4 separate regions of the Mus musculus genome follow, and regions 2, 3 and 4 are each linked to region 1. Evidence: chromatin contacts called from public promoter capture Hi-C data. All regions are on one chromosome and are shown on one strand. The core of a region is the stretch at or near the end of the contact, and the rest is flanking DNA. Distances in the headings are between cores, read along the strand shown.

Evidence for each region. Promoter capture Hi-C pulls out the DNA fragments that hold promoters and counts their contacts.
Region 2: a contact with region 1 is called in a promoter capture Hi-C map of liver, with 8 times the contacts expected there. The contact joins the promoter of Zfp280d here to the promoter of Mindy2 in region 1. A contact is called at or near these places in 6 of 39 promoter capture datasets (cranial neural crest, embryonic stem cells, erythroid cells and 2 more).
Region 3: a contact with region 1 is called in a promoter capture Hi-C map of erythroid cells, with 27 times the contacts expected there. The contact joins the promoter of Mns1 here to the promoter of Mindy2 in region 1. A contact is called at or near these places in 2 of 39 promoter capture datasets (erythroid cells and liver).
Region 4: a contact with region 1 is called in a promoter capture Hi-C map of erythroid cells, with 20 times the contacts expected there. The contact joins the promoter of BC065403 here to the promoter of Mindy2 in region 1.

Annotation. Positions count from the first base shown.
Region 1 is chr9:70,655,056-70,658,497 of GRCm38.p6, reverse strand. It overlaps Mindy2 (MINDY lysine 48 deubiquitinase 2), which reads left to right and starts at 1,324. Exons shown (of 9, transcript NM_172772.2): 1 at 1,324-2,225. The coding sequence starts at 1,452. It overlaps Gm31872 (a long non-coding RNA gene), which reads right to left and starts at 827. Exons shown (of 3, transcript XR_379591.4): 1 at 286-827.
Region 2 is chr9:72,273,338-72,277,022 of GRCm38.p6, reverse strand. It overlaps Zfp280d (zinc finger protein 280D), which reads right to left and starts at 2,135. Exons shown (of 22, transcript NM_146224.5): 1 at 1,994-2,135.
Region 3 is chr9:72,436,694-72,440,198 of GRCm38.p6, reverse strand. Mns1 (meiosis-specific nuclear structural protein 1) reads right to left here and starts at 1,670. Exons shown (of 10, transcript NM_008613.3): 1 at 1,520-1,670; 2 at 738-959. The coding sequence starts at 1,522.
Region 4 is chr9:72,407,721-72,411,306 of GRCm38.p6, reverse strand. It overlaps BC065403 (cDNA sequence BC065403), which reads left to right and starts at 1,440. Exons shown (of 2, transcript NR_152222.1): 1 at 1,440-1,637; 2 at 1,819-2,663. It overlaps Gm27230 (a long non-coding RNA gene), which reads right to left. Exons shown (of 8, transcript XR_003948355.1): 6 at 1,977-2,019; 7 at 1,296-1,894; 8 at 412-590.

The DNA of each region.
Region 1 (3,442 bases), core at 75-2,574:
AGGAAAGGGGGGGGAAGAAAAGAAAGGAAGGGAGGAGAGAGTTGGAGGTGGGAAGAAAGAGGGAGAAGTCGAAGAGAGTGCCGAGAAAGAGATCATCATTTCTGAGAAGATAATAGTGATATTTTTAGTGTGAAACACAGTATTCAGTAACATGCTTGGTGCTAACACATGAATGAGCAAAATAATGCATTAATTTGTCTACTTTTCTAACCAGTAGCAGGACAGAAGTGTAACAATCCATGATGCACCATATATTTGTATACCTGATACTAAAGGAAGACCCACCTGTCTTGTTCATTTTTATATTCTCAGACAACTTTGAAGAGGGAAGGGTCCAGGAAAAAAAAAAAAAACAAAAAAAACAAAAAACCAAAAAACAAAAAAACCAAAAAAAAAAAAAAAAAAACACCCCACTTTTCCAGAGCAGGTTAGATGATCTATATCCACTCTTGCCAATAAATAAGTAAGTAAATAAATAGAAAAAAAAAGTTGCAGGCAACTCTGTCCATCCTCTATGCAGATGTCAAGCCCTGATGAGAAGTCAATTCTAATTTTAAAAGTCATTTTTTCGGGAAGCAGAAGCTTCCCACTCTGTGCAAAGAGAAGCCAAGTGAACAGAACCGCAAAGACTTGGCTTGCTTCAAACGCAAACTGATTTATTATTATTGGACCAAATTTACCCTCTCGCCTGGGGCGTAGGCCAATATCCACAACCTCATTGAACCTCCGGCAAGGCAAACCAGTAGCTGGTTGGGAGCGCAGCGATTCTCAGCCAAAACCCAGGGAGAGTTGTCCCTGTACTGCGCAGTCTTCCAAAAGCCTCCAACAGAACTCGCCTTTCAAATTTGCATTTCCTAAGAAATGCTTCCAATTCTCAACATTAAAAGCTAAAAAAAAAAAAAAAGAAAAGAAAAAGCCAGCTCTCCCGAGGCCTTCAGGGAATGGCTGTCTTCCAATGCTACTACCACTTTCGGGGTCCACCAGGCTCAAGCCCAAAGTAGACCACACTCCCTACAAGCCTCAGCCACTGCCTTTAAAGTAACCGCGCGCAGCGGGGATGCCCCGGAGTTCAACTTCCGGCAGCACACACAAGATTATTTTCCTAGTGGCGCTGCGGCTCTCCGAGCCGCGCCCCTGACCACGCCCTCAGCCACGCCCCTGGCCTCGCTCTGCCTTCCCTAGCCTGAACGCGCGGGAGGGGCGTGGCCTCGGGGGAGAAGCGCTCCCCGAGTGGGTCCGGGCGCTTCAACGAGCGCAGTCACGCGGAGGCACGCTCCGAGCGGGCGGGCGGGGGCACGCGCGCGCGCTCCCGCCGCCCTCTACGGTGACGTGCCTGGCCGAGGCCGCGCTAGGGCGCTGGAGCTGCTACAGAGCGGCTGTCATGGCGTCGGAGGCGCTTGCTGAGGAGAGCCGGCCGCGGTGTCTATAGGACCAGGGGCGGGCGGCCGGGGATGGAGAACAGCCCTGACAGCCCACAGCCTCTGGAACTAGGGGTGGCGGCCGGGCGAGTGTCGCCGCCGGAAGGGCGACGGCGCGGCGGGCGCGAGGCTGAGGATGGTCCCGCTGGACGCGCGGTGGACAGCGGCGGGCAGGGGGCGGCGGCGGCGGCAGCGCGGAGCAGCCTCGGGGACCCGACGTCCCCCTCGCAGCTCGGATGCGGCGCGGGCTCGGACTTGAAGGACGGCGCGTCGTCGAGCCCTGCCGCCTCGGAGGTGCCTTCAAGAGGGCAGCACAAGGTGACCGCCTCCCCGGAGCTGGCCGAGGCCGCGGCGGGCCGAGGGTCGGGGCCAGTGGGCGACACGGGCACCTGCAGGGTGGAGCAGGCGGCGGAAGAGCCCAGCAGCACCGGCGCCCCGAGCAGCAGCTGCAGCGAGCCGAGCCCCCCTGGGGACTCGCCCAGCTTGGACTCCCTGGAGTCTTTCTCCAACCTGCATTCTTTCCCCAGTAGCTCTGAGTTCAATAGTGAGGAGGGAGCAGAGACCAGGGTCCCCGAGGACGTGGAGGAGGGCGCGGCGGGGCCGCCCAGGGCTGCACCTCTATGCAAAGAGGAGGAGGAGGACCCGGCTCAGGTGCTAGCGGCCTCCAAAGAACGCTTTCCCGGACAGTCGGTGTATCACATCAAATGGATCCAGTGGAAAGAGGAGAACACGCCCATCATCACCCAGAATGAGAATGGACCCTGCCCTTTGCTGGCCATCCTCAATGTTTTGCTTCTCGCCTGGAAGGTACACTCTGCAGCTTTCTACTTCCTACAGCTTGTGGGGTGGGGAGGGGCAAAATGGGGTGAGGAAACTGCTGTTTGTCAGCTGATGGCTTCCTTCCATTCATCAGACTCCTCCTTTTTTTTTTTTTTTTTTTTTGAGACAAGGTTTGTCTGTGTAGCTTAAACTGTCCTCGAACAGTTTAAGATCTTAATGCTACAGCCTCTAGAGTGCTAGGTTTACAGACATGCACCCCTATATCTAACAGTCTCTTATTACATGAAATTAATTCCAGGATTTCTTTATTGAAAGATTATTCATGTGGCAACATGTCAGGAAGAATTGCCCCCAACTTAAGGTCTTTTTTGTATTAAAAATTCAACATTCGGTTAAAGGTTGTAACTGATGGTTTACCTATAAACAAGCAGAATCCAGAGCACCCTGCACTTACATCTTCTGAGTATTTTTAGCTATATTTGCCTATATTATTCCTTACTGACATTATTACATATGCAAAACAGTGAAAATTGGAAACAGTGATTGATCTTCAGTTACTATCAATCTTATATTATGGAGTAAGTTTTAATGATTTTATCTGCGTGTTTTCTGGAAAAGGCTGTTTGTCCCACTGTGGTGTGGATGCATGAAAGAACAGTGATGGGAAAGATACAACTTTTTAGACAAATTCCATTTAAGGAAAAGCATTGGTCTGAGCCTACTTACCATAAATTACTTGTTTCCAAAGACAGTATTTTCATCTTGTGTATGATTTTTTGTTTTTGTTTTTACTTTCCTTGTTTCTTTGACTCTACTTCAAAGGTTTGGCATTTTTACTAGTAACTGTACATTAGAATGTTTGTTAAGGAAGCTAAAACTATTAACAACTAAAATAAGGAATGATAAATCTAAGGTCTTGGAGAACAGGAAGGGAAGGGCAAGTGTATTGAGGCCTCAGAATATAGTGTCATATTTAAGCTTGCAGTATCTGGGTTTTGAGAGGATGCATCTCAGCACCTGTTTTCAAATTGATGATTCCACTTATAGTTAAAATGCTCCCTAGAAGAAGAATAGTTTGAATTATGCTAACCAGTTATGAAGAACTATGATGGATAGTGAGGGAGAGATTCCAACACCAAATCTTGCAGCACTAAGTTGGGTATCCGGGGCTCCTGATGGAATCATCTGGGTTCCAGTCATCTGGATTAGTCTGTTAAGAAGTAAGCATGCATGCTAATGAGTTG
Region 2 (3,685 bases), core at 886-3,385, 1.6 Mb before region 1:
TATTCTAGTCTCCAAAACTGCTCCTTTTCTTCCTAACTCCAGTCATTCCTAGAATGGATTCTATTTTACCAGAGATGAAGGTGAATTCATACTAAGCACTAAAACTATGCCAGACTACATGCTAATTGCAAAAGGAACAGTTTCAATAGTCAACATTTTAACTGAGACTAAAGCTAGAATTACTAATCATATACTGTCTCCCCACTTTTTATAATATGAAGTGTTCCAGATGATTTATGAAATATTGTAAAAAAATAATTAAGCCTGAATGTATTCAAGTTTTTTAGCCCTAACTTTATGTACTAAATGCATTTTAGCAAATATTTTTCTTGGGTGTGACCATGGTATTCTGTTACGGTAGTATAGAGAAAGTGGCCTTTATCTTTTCTTTATTGATATACATATCCAGTACTTAGGGGTGAACTGTAACGTCTTTAGCAATCATTCACATATTCAGCAGACTGAGACAAAGCAAATGTGACAAAATGTTTACAAATATTCACACTAGGTGGTAGGCATCTGAACATGCTATATTCAACTCCCCAGTGTGCTTGGAAAGAACATGACCACTAATAACATCTAAAGATAACAAATGATCCAGAAATTAGAGTCTAATGGCAAACGGAGTTTCTCAAATGTGGAGGCCTGTGCCTCCTCACCTATTCTCAGGAACCTCACTGCAGTGAAAATGGGACATAAAATACTGAGGTGAGCTGAATGAGGAGTCCTAAAACTTAAGGTTCCGTAATGGCCCCGGTAGCCAAGCGTTCTCATCGTCATTTCTGAGGCTGACCTTCAAAACTGCTCTGCCAACAAAAACGTCTCCGAAAGTAGCCCAAGGTAAACATTGACACCAATGACAGATACAACCACTCAAACTCAAGGATGGCTTTAGTGCAGATGGTGGACCATCAAAAAGCACAAGGTCCTCCAACCCGGTCCCTTCACCCTATCAGTTACATCCAAACAACTTGAGTTGGTACAGTCATCTCTCAAAACAAGATAGCACACAGATGCCAAGGGAAGGGTTTTGTACCTTCAAACTCTTACTTCCATCGTGTGAATTTATGGTTAAGGGCACTAAAAGACGTCCAAGTATTTAGATGATTCAGTCCAAACTTGAAAATAAAGCCAAATGTTTAAGTATGGCGGACTATTTAAAAAAAAAATTTTTTTTCTTCGTGAAGCCAAAAGTCTCCATGCTCGCAGCAGGTTAACGTCCATTTTTTTCCTAGCATATTTCTTTCCTAACGGGTTACAAATGCAGGTTGGTCGTGAAAACACCATCTTCTTGCGCAGGCTAAAACCTCAGCGCGACCACTCGTTTGTGGTTTATTAAGTGAAACCTGCAACGCACAGCTGGAAAATCTGTCAGGCTCGGTTCTCCTCAAAGCCCTCCTCTGGTAGACAATAGCGGGGCTATGGCAGAGTGGGGACATTCCTTTGACAAGAAAGGTGGCTAGATAGGAGCGGTCGTCTAGCACAAGGTAAGGCCTCTGTGGCTGTTATGGCGAACGCCAGTGGGGTTCTGCTCTTGCGTGAAGAGTCGAGTGGGTTGGGTTGTGAGCTCGGGTCTCCGCCACACACACACACACACACACACACACACACACACACACCCGCGGACAAGGTACAAAGGACCGAGGGGAGTCGTCCCCCGAGAGCACAGCCGGGCTGAGAAAGCGATGGGAGGATCTGCGCGGTGGCGAGGCGACGAGGCGAGGCGACGGCTGGGCGGCCCTGTACTGTGGGCCGCCGCGCCGCCGGCCGCCTCGCCTCGTCGCGCCGGGAACCCTCCCGCGCCAGGCCCGGCAAGATGGCGGGCCCGGCCCCATGCGCAGCCGGCCCCTGCCCTGCCCGGCCCGGGCGCTCTCGCCGACGCGCCGCGGCCCGAGACCCCCACCCTGCGCCCCCGGAGTGCGGCGGCGCGGCCGCGCGGGAGGGCCTTCGCGGGCGGGCGGGCGGGCGGCCGCGCGGGGCGGGGGACGCTTACCGTGAGCGGAGCGGCTCGGCCTGACTGGAGCCCTGAGGAGGAGGAGAAAGAGGAGGAGGCGAGGGAGGAGCGCGGGCTGTGTACGCCGAGGCCGCTCCGGCTCCCATCGCGGAGCGGGGCTGCTGGGCGCCGTGAGGGGGGAGGGGGCTGTCGCGAGCCAGGGCGCAGTGCCTCATGGGTAGGCTCCGGGTTGGCCTCGCGCGTCCGCGCTCCCAGTCTTCCCGCCAACGCGGGAGGCGAGCGCGGCCATATGCGCCGTGCTGCGGACCTCGAAGGCCCGGGCCGGCCGGGCCCTAGCAGCCGGCGAGGACACGCGGGGACCGGGCTGAGCTAGGCCGTGGCGCTCATGGCCGCCTCAGGCCTAGAATTTGTAGGCACTCAGCAGTGAGTTCCATCCTTCTCCGTGTGCGAGGGTTAAAGGGCATGGGGAAGGGTGTGAGAGGAAAAGGAGATGAGTTTCCAGGATAGTACCACGTTGTTTTTGGAAAGTACGTTTTTGTTTGGGTATCTTTTTCACTCCTATTGTATGAATAGTAATCCGTAATTGGAGGTGGAAAAAAATGGCCGATGTATTTATAAGAATACTTCATCGTAAGTCGGATCTGTAAGGAAACAGACACCATGTTATGTCCGAAATGTAGATGGACATTTGTGTGTTTGAACGATGTCAGATTTTGTTAAAAAAAAAAAAAAGAAAGGAAGGAAGGAAGAAAGAAAGAGGCAATAAAACGAGGGCTGGAGAGATGTAAAATGAGTAAGAGCCCATGTTGCTTTTCTAGAGTGCCCTAATTTGGTTCGCAGCACCCCATGGTGGCACACAACTACAGTTCAGGGGATCTGATGCCCTCTTCTGGCCTCGGTAGGCACCAGACACTAAAGTGGCACACAGGCATATATACAGACAAAAAAACACAGATACACATAAACTCAAATACTATGAGCTACCTTCTATCAAATAGCCTCAGTGTCTATAGATACCAGGCTCTCGGCGATCAAAGCTTCTTTTATTCCAGTCTTAATTACTAGCTCAATACATTTCATACTTAGAGAATGGGTACAAAAGGTTTAAAGAGACCAGCAGATTTCAGAGGACAAAAGCAGAAAGCTGATACATATATAAAGTGAGTTGCAGATACTAAGGGAAGGGATCTGGGAACCCAATAGGAGGCCAGTGGAGCTAGGGCTGCAGAACAGGACCACAGGGGGCTAGAAGCCAGAGAGGAGCAAGATCCATTAGAAAGACAGAAGGAGGACACTGCAGGTGGGCTAAGCCCAGTATTGTGAATTTAGGATTTGTCTGCCTATCACTTCCTTGAAAGAGACACCAGGTGGTCAGGTGAGAGGTTAGCAATTCAGTCACCATCTCAGTGTTAGGTACCTATATTATTAGTTTTCTAACTGAACTTAGAGAATGAATCCATGTGCATAGAAAGGGGGGTTATTAGAATGACTTATAAGCAACAATGGCTGGCTATGGACAAAAAGTCCAAGAATTCAGTAATTGCTCAATTCAGGTTGGATGTTTCAGTGGGTCTTCAAGATACCCTGGAATTCTAAAGGAGTAGGTAAAGAGGGAGGTGTTGTATCCCTACTTGGTTCTTGATTGTGTCAATAAAAAGGGGGGAAGCCAATTGCTGGACGAAAGAAAAATGGTGGGACTTGCAGGTCCCAGAAGAGAAGGGACACAGGGAG
Region 3 (3,505 bases), core at 421-2,920, 1.8 Mb before region 1:
ATTAAAGGGTCAGGTCTATGCTACTGGAACTTAGGACAGAAGGAAGCCGACACACTTTTAAGCCTTTCTTTTGCTATTTCCAGATCCACCCTCAAAATCCTGGACATAACCGCACGCTAGTGCTCAAAACACAACAAAACAGGGGACGTTCTTTTCACACTTAGGAGAAAATTCACTTGTCTCACTTCCTGTCTGTTTCCTCTTCTACTGCAATCTCCTAAAAAATATTTAGAAATACTCATGATAGATTTAGCCAGCAGAGCAGGATGTAAACACACGCATTCAATAACTGAATTCTTCAAAAATTAAAAATATGAGTAAGTGTACATCTCACACATATGTCCATCTCCTACCACTTTAATAGTGTCTATGTTTAACGTCATGAATTTTTAGAAAGGAAGGAATTTCTTAAATTTCTTATTAGAAATGTAGAGAAGGCAACACGGTTGCACTCACATAAACAAAACTGTGATGTTAACAATTACGGATTTCATGCTTATGTTTAAAAACAAAAATGGATATTCTTGCCAAATGCTATTCTAAAGTCTTTCGATTTGCTCGTTGTTAAAAGCATGCAAACTGACCAACTGACACCACGTTCTTCAGCTAAAATAACCAGGACTCCAAAGGATTCAGTCAGTTCCCAGCTCTCTGTATTTCCTCAACTCCAGGCAGGGCTGACAGCCATCTTTCACCTTTTCCAAGGAAAGAAAACTAACAAGGACATTGCAACTTACTTTTTGGATGGCTTCTTCCATGTCGAGCTCAAACTGCTCATTCTGCAGCACTCTGAGGAACCTCTGGCGTTCCACCTTCTCGTCGTTTTCATTTTGCACCACTTGGTTCTTGGCTTGCCTCTCTAACTTATTCATGACTTGTATGTTCAATGATTTGCGGAATTTTTCATCTACTAACTTCTGATGCTTTTCACTAAAGCTCAAAGCTCTCTTTTTGGTCGCCTACAAGTGCGAGGGGGAAAGGGAAATACACAGAATTCAATATTCTTCTTTCAAAAAGATACTGCTGAAAATCCCTATAATAAACACTATAAAATAGGTAACAGTATAAAAGGTCTTTGGCTTTAATTCAGGATATACTAATTAATATTTAAATATGATAATGTAAACTTAACGGCGTACTGATTGAGTACTACTAATAGTCCCTGTTTTGTAGTGGAAGCAGGAAAAGTTAAATTAAAATTCAACAGCGTCAGTGAGTGCGATGCGGATGCTCTCCAGCTGCAGCTTTACCACCAGAGAGTTGCCTTTCCCCCCACCCACAACAGAGCAGATTTAAAGATGTATCTATTTCGATGAGAGGGGGAAAGGTGCAGAAATGCCTGGAGTGTTCCTGGAAAAAAAAAAAAAAAAAAACCCAGAACCTTCTAGTAAGCAAATCGAAGTTTCTCACTGACCTCTCGGATTACGCACTTCAAATTGTATTTCAGAGAGCTCAAGACTACAAATAAACAGTTTGAAAGTCCCTGACCGACCCTTCCCCCGGCCTCCGAGCTGCTTACCATCTCGGTTGGCTTTAAACCTCCTCCTCCGGCAGGATGGGTCTCTGCCTCAGTTGCAAACGCGTCTTCCGGAGCAGCAGCCACGGCAGCGGATACCTGTGCACGCTGGGTTAAGTTTAAGCTGTGTCCCGGCAACCGCCAAAAATGCACCGCCCGCCCAAGAGGGACGCGGCCTCCCATTGGCTGGCACAATATCCAATCAGCACGGAGAGTCTTCGTTGCCAGGCAGGAGCGCTCCTTCCATAGGACCAAGCCAAAAGCGCGAAGTTCGGACGCTTTGCCCTAGCGGGAGCCGTTTACATCCGAAGGGAGCTAATCTCTGCGGTCTGGAGCCCAGCTAAAGCCCCAAGGAACCCCAATAAGCTCGGACTTGTCACTGCAGTGGACTGAGGGATGGTGCCCCTCTACCATCCTCAGTCGGTAGCAAGTTGCCTAACGTGGGTGCTGGGCCCTCCAAAAGAGCAGCAGGGCCCCCTACCGAGCCATTGCTCCATCCCTGATACACTCATTTTAGAGATGAAATATTTTGAGAACTTAGAGACACGGACGAGACCTATTTACTTACCTGGAACAGAAGCCACTGGATCGCTAGCGGAGTGTGAGACTGGAGAGCACGTGAAAACGGAACGGAACAGGTGTGGATGCATACTTGCAATCCCAGTGCTCTCTAAGGCCAGGACCACGTGCCGAGGGATGGCACCACCCACTGTGGTCTAGACCCCCCCCCCCATATTCATTAGTAACAATAATGATAATAGTCACCGCACGCCTTTAATCCCAGCACTTGGCAGGCAGATTTCTGAGATCGAGGCCAGCCTGGTCTACAGAGCCAGGACAGCCAGGTCTATACAGAGAAACTCTGTCTCAAAAAAAACAAAAAACCAAAAATAAATCATATATGAAACTGACTGTGGGGCAAAGCATATAATGCAAAGCATTCTTGGACTTAGGATGCAGCTAACAATCCCTTGGAACTCTACTAAGAATGTGGTTTGTGTAACTTTAAATTTTAGCTAATACATTAAAACCAAAAATTGTGTCTTGTGGAATATCATGGAACATCCTGGTGCATTGTATAATATTTAAATCAGTAAACATCAAAATATTTCTTTAGGGTTAAACAATCTTTTCCTCTGTGTGGTTTTTTTTTGTAATGTACAGCATATTACCATCCTACACCCCCACCTGGCTGTGCACCCCTGTACTTCTGACTATATTTTGCTAACTGCAGTCTAGCCCTTCGCCATTTCCCCCTGCCCTAGCCCCTGTCATCACCAATCTGCTTACAGTTTCTGTGAAATCAACATTGTTAAAGACTCTACGTGTTTTCACAATCATACTTTATCTTTTTTTCTTAAGAACTTTTTGAGATTTAACTTTACGTAAATAAAGTGTCTATGCGCCATTATGTGCCTGATGCCCACAAAGACCAGAAGATGTTATCAGCTCCCCTAGAACTGGAGTTAGAAATTCCTGGAGGTAGGTTACTGGAGCTGTCATGTGGGTGCTGGTTCCCAAACTCCGGGTAATCTGCAGGAATAGGCGGCGCTCCAAACCGTTGAGCCATCTCCCCAGCCCCACTCTGGCAGAGCAATATCTGTAGCACCATTATTATTTCAGCTGATCTCTCCAGTTCCATCCACACTGTCAGAAATGGTAAGACTTTGTTTTTCCCTGTGGTTGAATCTTATTCTTCTGTCCATTTATTCACTGATGGACACAGGATATAACCAGGACTTGACTACTGTAAATGGAGCTGCAACTAACGTGTGCATTCAGAGGCCTTCCGCATGCGGATTCCATATCCTGTGGATATATAGATTACGGTGGGGGGGGAGGAGGCAGTAGTTCTATTTTAACTCTGGGGGACCTTAGTCTAGTATTCTATAATGGCCACACTTATTCACATTCCACCAACAGCATACATGTGTTCCCTTTTCTCAGTACTCCCAACAATGTTTTTTATTTTTAATATTTTTGAAAACT
Region 4 (3,586 bases), core at 191-2,690, 1.8 Mb before region 1:
CCCATGGTCACTGCCTGAATCACCCCAGCTCAGGCCAGAGCTACTGTATGTTGGATTTTGTATTTTTTCTGTACATACAAGGTCTTCAATTCTCATAGAGACATATAGAAGACATATATAGAGACATATACAGATTATATAAAACAAAGACATTTAATATTTTTGTCCAATCATTCTTTTTTTAAGATTTATTTATTTTATGTATGTGAGTGCACTGTAGCTGTACAGATGGTTGTGAGCCTTCATGTGGTTGTTGGGAATTGAATTTAGGACCTCTGCTCAGTCTGGTTGGCTCCGCTCGCTCCAGTCCAAAGATTTATTTGTTATTATACATAAGTACACTGTAGCTGTCTTCAGACACACCAGAAGAGGGCGTCAGATCTCTTTACAGGTGGTTGTGAGCCACCATGTGGTTGGTGGGATTTGAACTCAGGACCTTTGGAAGAGCAGTCAGTGCTCTAACCGGCTGAGCCATCTCGCCAGCTCTCTCGTTTCATCATTCTTTACTATGTGAGCATCAAATTAGCATATTGTTGGATTGAATTGTGTTGGAATGCTTGATCTTGAATCCAGTTGTTATTGACTACCGGCTTGAATTTCATAAAAGAAACCAATAAAGAAATTTTAGCTTCAACAACTTCTGAAATGACTCTAATGACACTCCTAACATTTTGTGCTATATATGTTTATGAAAAGTGGTATTCTCAGCTCTTGACAATGATAAAATCAAAGTATCCATGTCACAGAGCAACCAAACCCTTCATGACTGAGTTCAGATGCCACTGTTGCCATAAAAATCAACCAAGTCCCTCAACTGACCTGCGACTTCCCCCACCTGAACTCTCTCTGGCCGCTCCCTTGAGGGTTCTTCCTTTGGGGACCTCAACATGTCCTCTTTGTCAATGCTCAAAGAAAGGCCTGATACCTCACCTCTCAGAAGTCTTCGTCTCCCAGCAGCACCCAGAAGAGAAACTTCACTCAGTACACTCCCCTAGTCCCCTAATAGAAGGAACTGCATAACCATTTCCACAAACTCTTGGTTCTAGCCCCTAACTTAACAATTCAATTTTAAGATGGAAAAGAATAAAGTGCTAAATAATACATCCTAAGAAAAGCCAAGAAACAGGATCAAAGTAAGAGGTACAAGGGAAAAGCCACTGCCCAGAGATGGAGTAGAGAGCTGAGCTTTTGAGCGTGGGAGGCTCTGCAGAGGCTGCAACCCCACCCCAACCCCACAGCGGCTGGGGCAGCTTTTTCTCTGCTGAGCTGTCAATCCACTTCACTAATGCTCTTACCACTGAGAAACTGAACGGTGGCCGGAAGCCCAGAGTAGCCCTTTGGGTGGGGTAGTAAATCCTCCAATAGGACTTCTAGTAGTTACTGGAAGGGTCCAGACTTCAAGACCTTTCTTGCTTTCTCATGTTGAAATCTTGAGGATGCTGGGATAGTCTGACGTGTGGTCAGAGCTATGAGGAAGTAACTAACACAGACAGTATCTTTGTCTGCAGTTCCTAGCGGGGTAGCACATCATTCAGGAGACAGCTTCTAGATGATACTGAATCCCAAGAGAGGGGCCTGGCAGATGAATGACATCAGCTAAGGCAACCTGAAGGGCCTCGTGCCACACAACGATAACAGTAAGTACCCTCTATCTCACTTCAGACAGTCTGAAAGGCAGGCTTTTGGAAAAGCATCATCCCCATTGAGAGGATGGCCCTGCCTGACAAATTCTGCTGTGAGGGTGTGGGAGGGGCGCCTTTATGTCTTCTATTTCCCTTAAGAAGTTCAGTCACGTTCAGTCACATGCCTGGCTCGCAGTCTGTTTATCAGGATCAAGCACGCTCTCTGGAGAGCGCAGACAGCAGGATGGGCCGAGCTCGGATGACAGTCTGCCCTGTGGAGATTGACTTTAATGAAGCAAGAATAAACAGGAAGATTAAGTACAAGCAGAAACCAGTGACAAGTTCTGAGCTCACCTCTCTGCTGGAATTGAAGGGCTCTCTGCCGCTGAGCGAGTCTCTGTTAGAGAGAAAGAGGCATCATCTGTTTGGTCGCTAATGATCCTGTTATCCACATCGGGCCCCAGTGTGCGCAAAGAAAAGTTTTCTCTCGATTTAGAGAGCAACTTCTGTATGTTTTATTTATATCTACTCACAAAACAAATTGTTTTCTAAGATTGGAAAAGTTAAGATTGATAAGGGTTGAGAAAATATTTAATAAACTGAAAAATGACATCCTTTTAGGGATTAAGGATTGCTAGTATTACTCTGCTATCTGCACCGAGCATTCACACCTACTCGGGTGTTTGTGGCATAAACGTGGCTAGTTCTGCGGGGAGATCTTACAGAAGGATGACTGTCCTGGAATAAACAGACCAACCAGCTAGTCTTCTTTATAAAGCCACTTCTTAGGGCTTTCTAAACGGATCCTAATACCCGACTGTTTTGGTTCCTCATTTCGTGTATGATTTTTGAAAAGTAACTTTTTAAAAACCTGTTTTGCAAAACAGCCAGTAAGCAAGTCCAGGATTCCCATCGGCCCTCTGGAGATGCCATTTCATTCATATCCTGAGTACCGAGTATTTTCTTTCTTTTTTTCCCCCCCACTATTGTGTTTCTTTTGGAAAAAAAATAGATCTTATTAAAACTGGAATGAAGTCTGAATTAGCTGTAGCACATTCTGCAGTACTTAATTCAACTGGGAGTTGCTTCGTGACTGAGTGTATGTAAATGTGTGTGCCTGAGACCACTGAGGACGCCACAATGTAGCTGACAGTCTTTAACACCTGTACCAGTAGGTGGCGCTCCGATCCAGCCCGATGCTCTACCCTCCCGGTTCTAAGGTTCAGGGAAAGGAAACTAAGCAGGACACTGCTATCTGTCCGAGTGTACCCAAGTGATCAAAGTATACCAGGGATCAAACATTTGCTTTTAAAAGCTAACGTGCACAGCACTACAGTGTCCACATTTAGCAAAGCTACCCGAATGCCCGAGAGAGATCAGGTGGTCCGGACAAAGGAAGCCTTTCTGGAAAGGGCTGCTTAACCTGCCTTCTCTGGATAGAACAGACGAGACATGAGGCTCCGAGGCAGACATTCTGGGCAGAAGTGGCTTCCAGAAAGGCTTTGTGAAAGCCAGAGAAGTATGTGTGAGGAAGATGAAGCATTCTGGGTCTGCTCTGAGCAAGCCCATGAGAGAGAGCTGCTCACAGGGCAGCCAGGCTTCCTCTCGTGAGATGGAAGGCAGAAGGGGACAAGAAACAGAATCAGACCAAGTTTTGTCTTGCATTTAATTTTTGTTTTTGAGTAGCAGGAAATAAAATAGGAATTAGACAAAAGTACTTACAGTTTTACTTTATATTATATAACTCTAGACTATATTTATTTAATTATATTATATTTAATTATATTAAATATATTTAAAAATGTAAAGTCTAATCAATGGCTAGACATATGTGGGTTTTTTTTTTTGTTGTTGTTACCATAACAAATGATTTCCTAACTTTCTGGCTGCCTCCCACAATCTTCATGTATGTTTTTGTGATGTGAGACTATACACGCTTTCATGTTTATATGTGTTCATGTCTG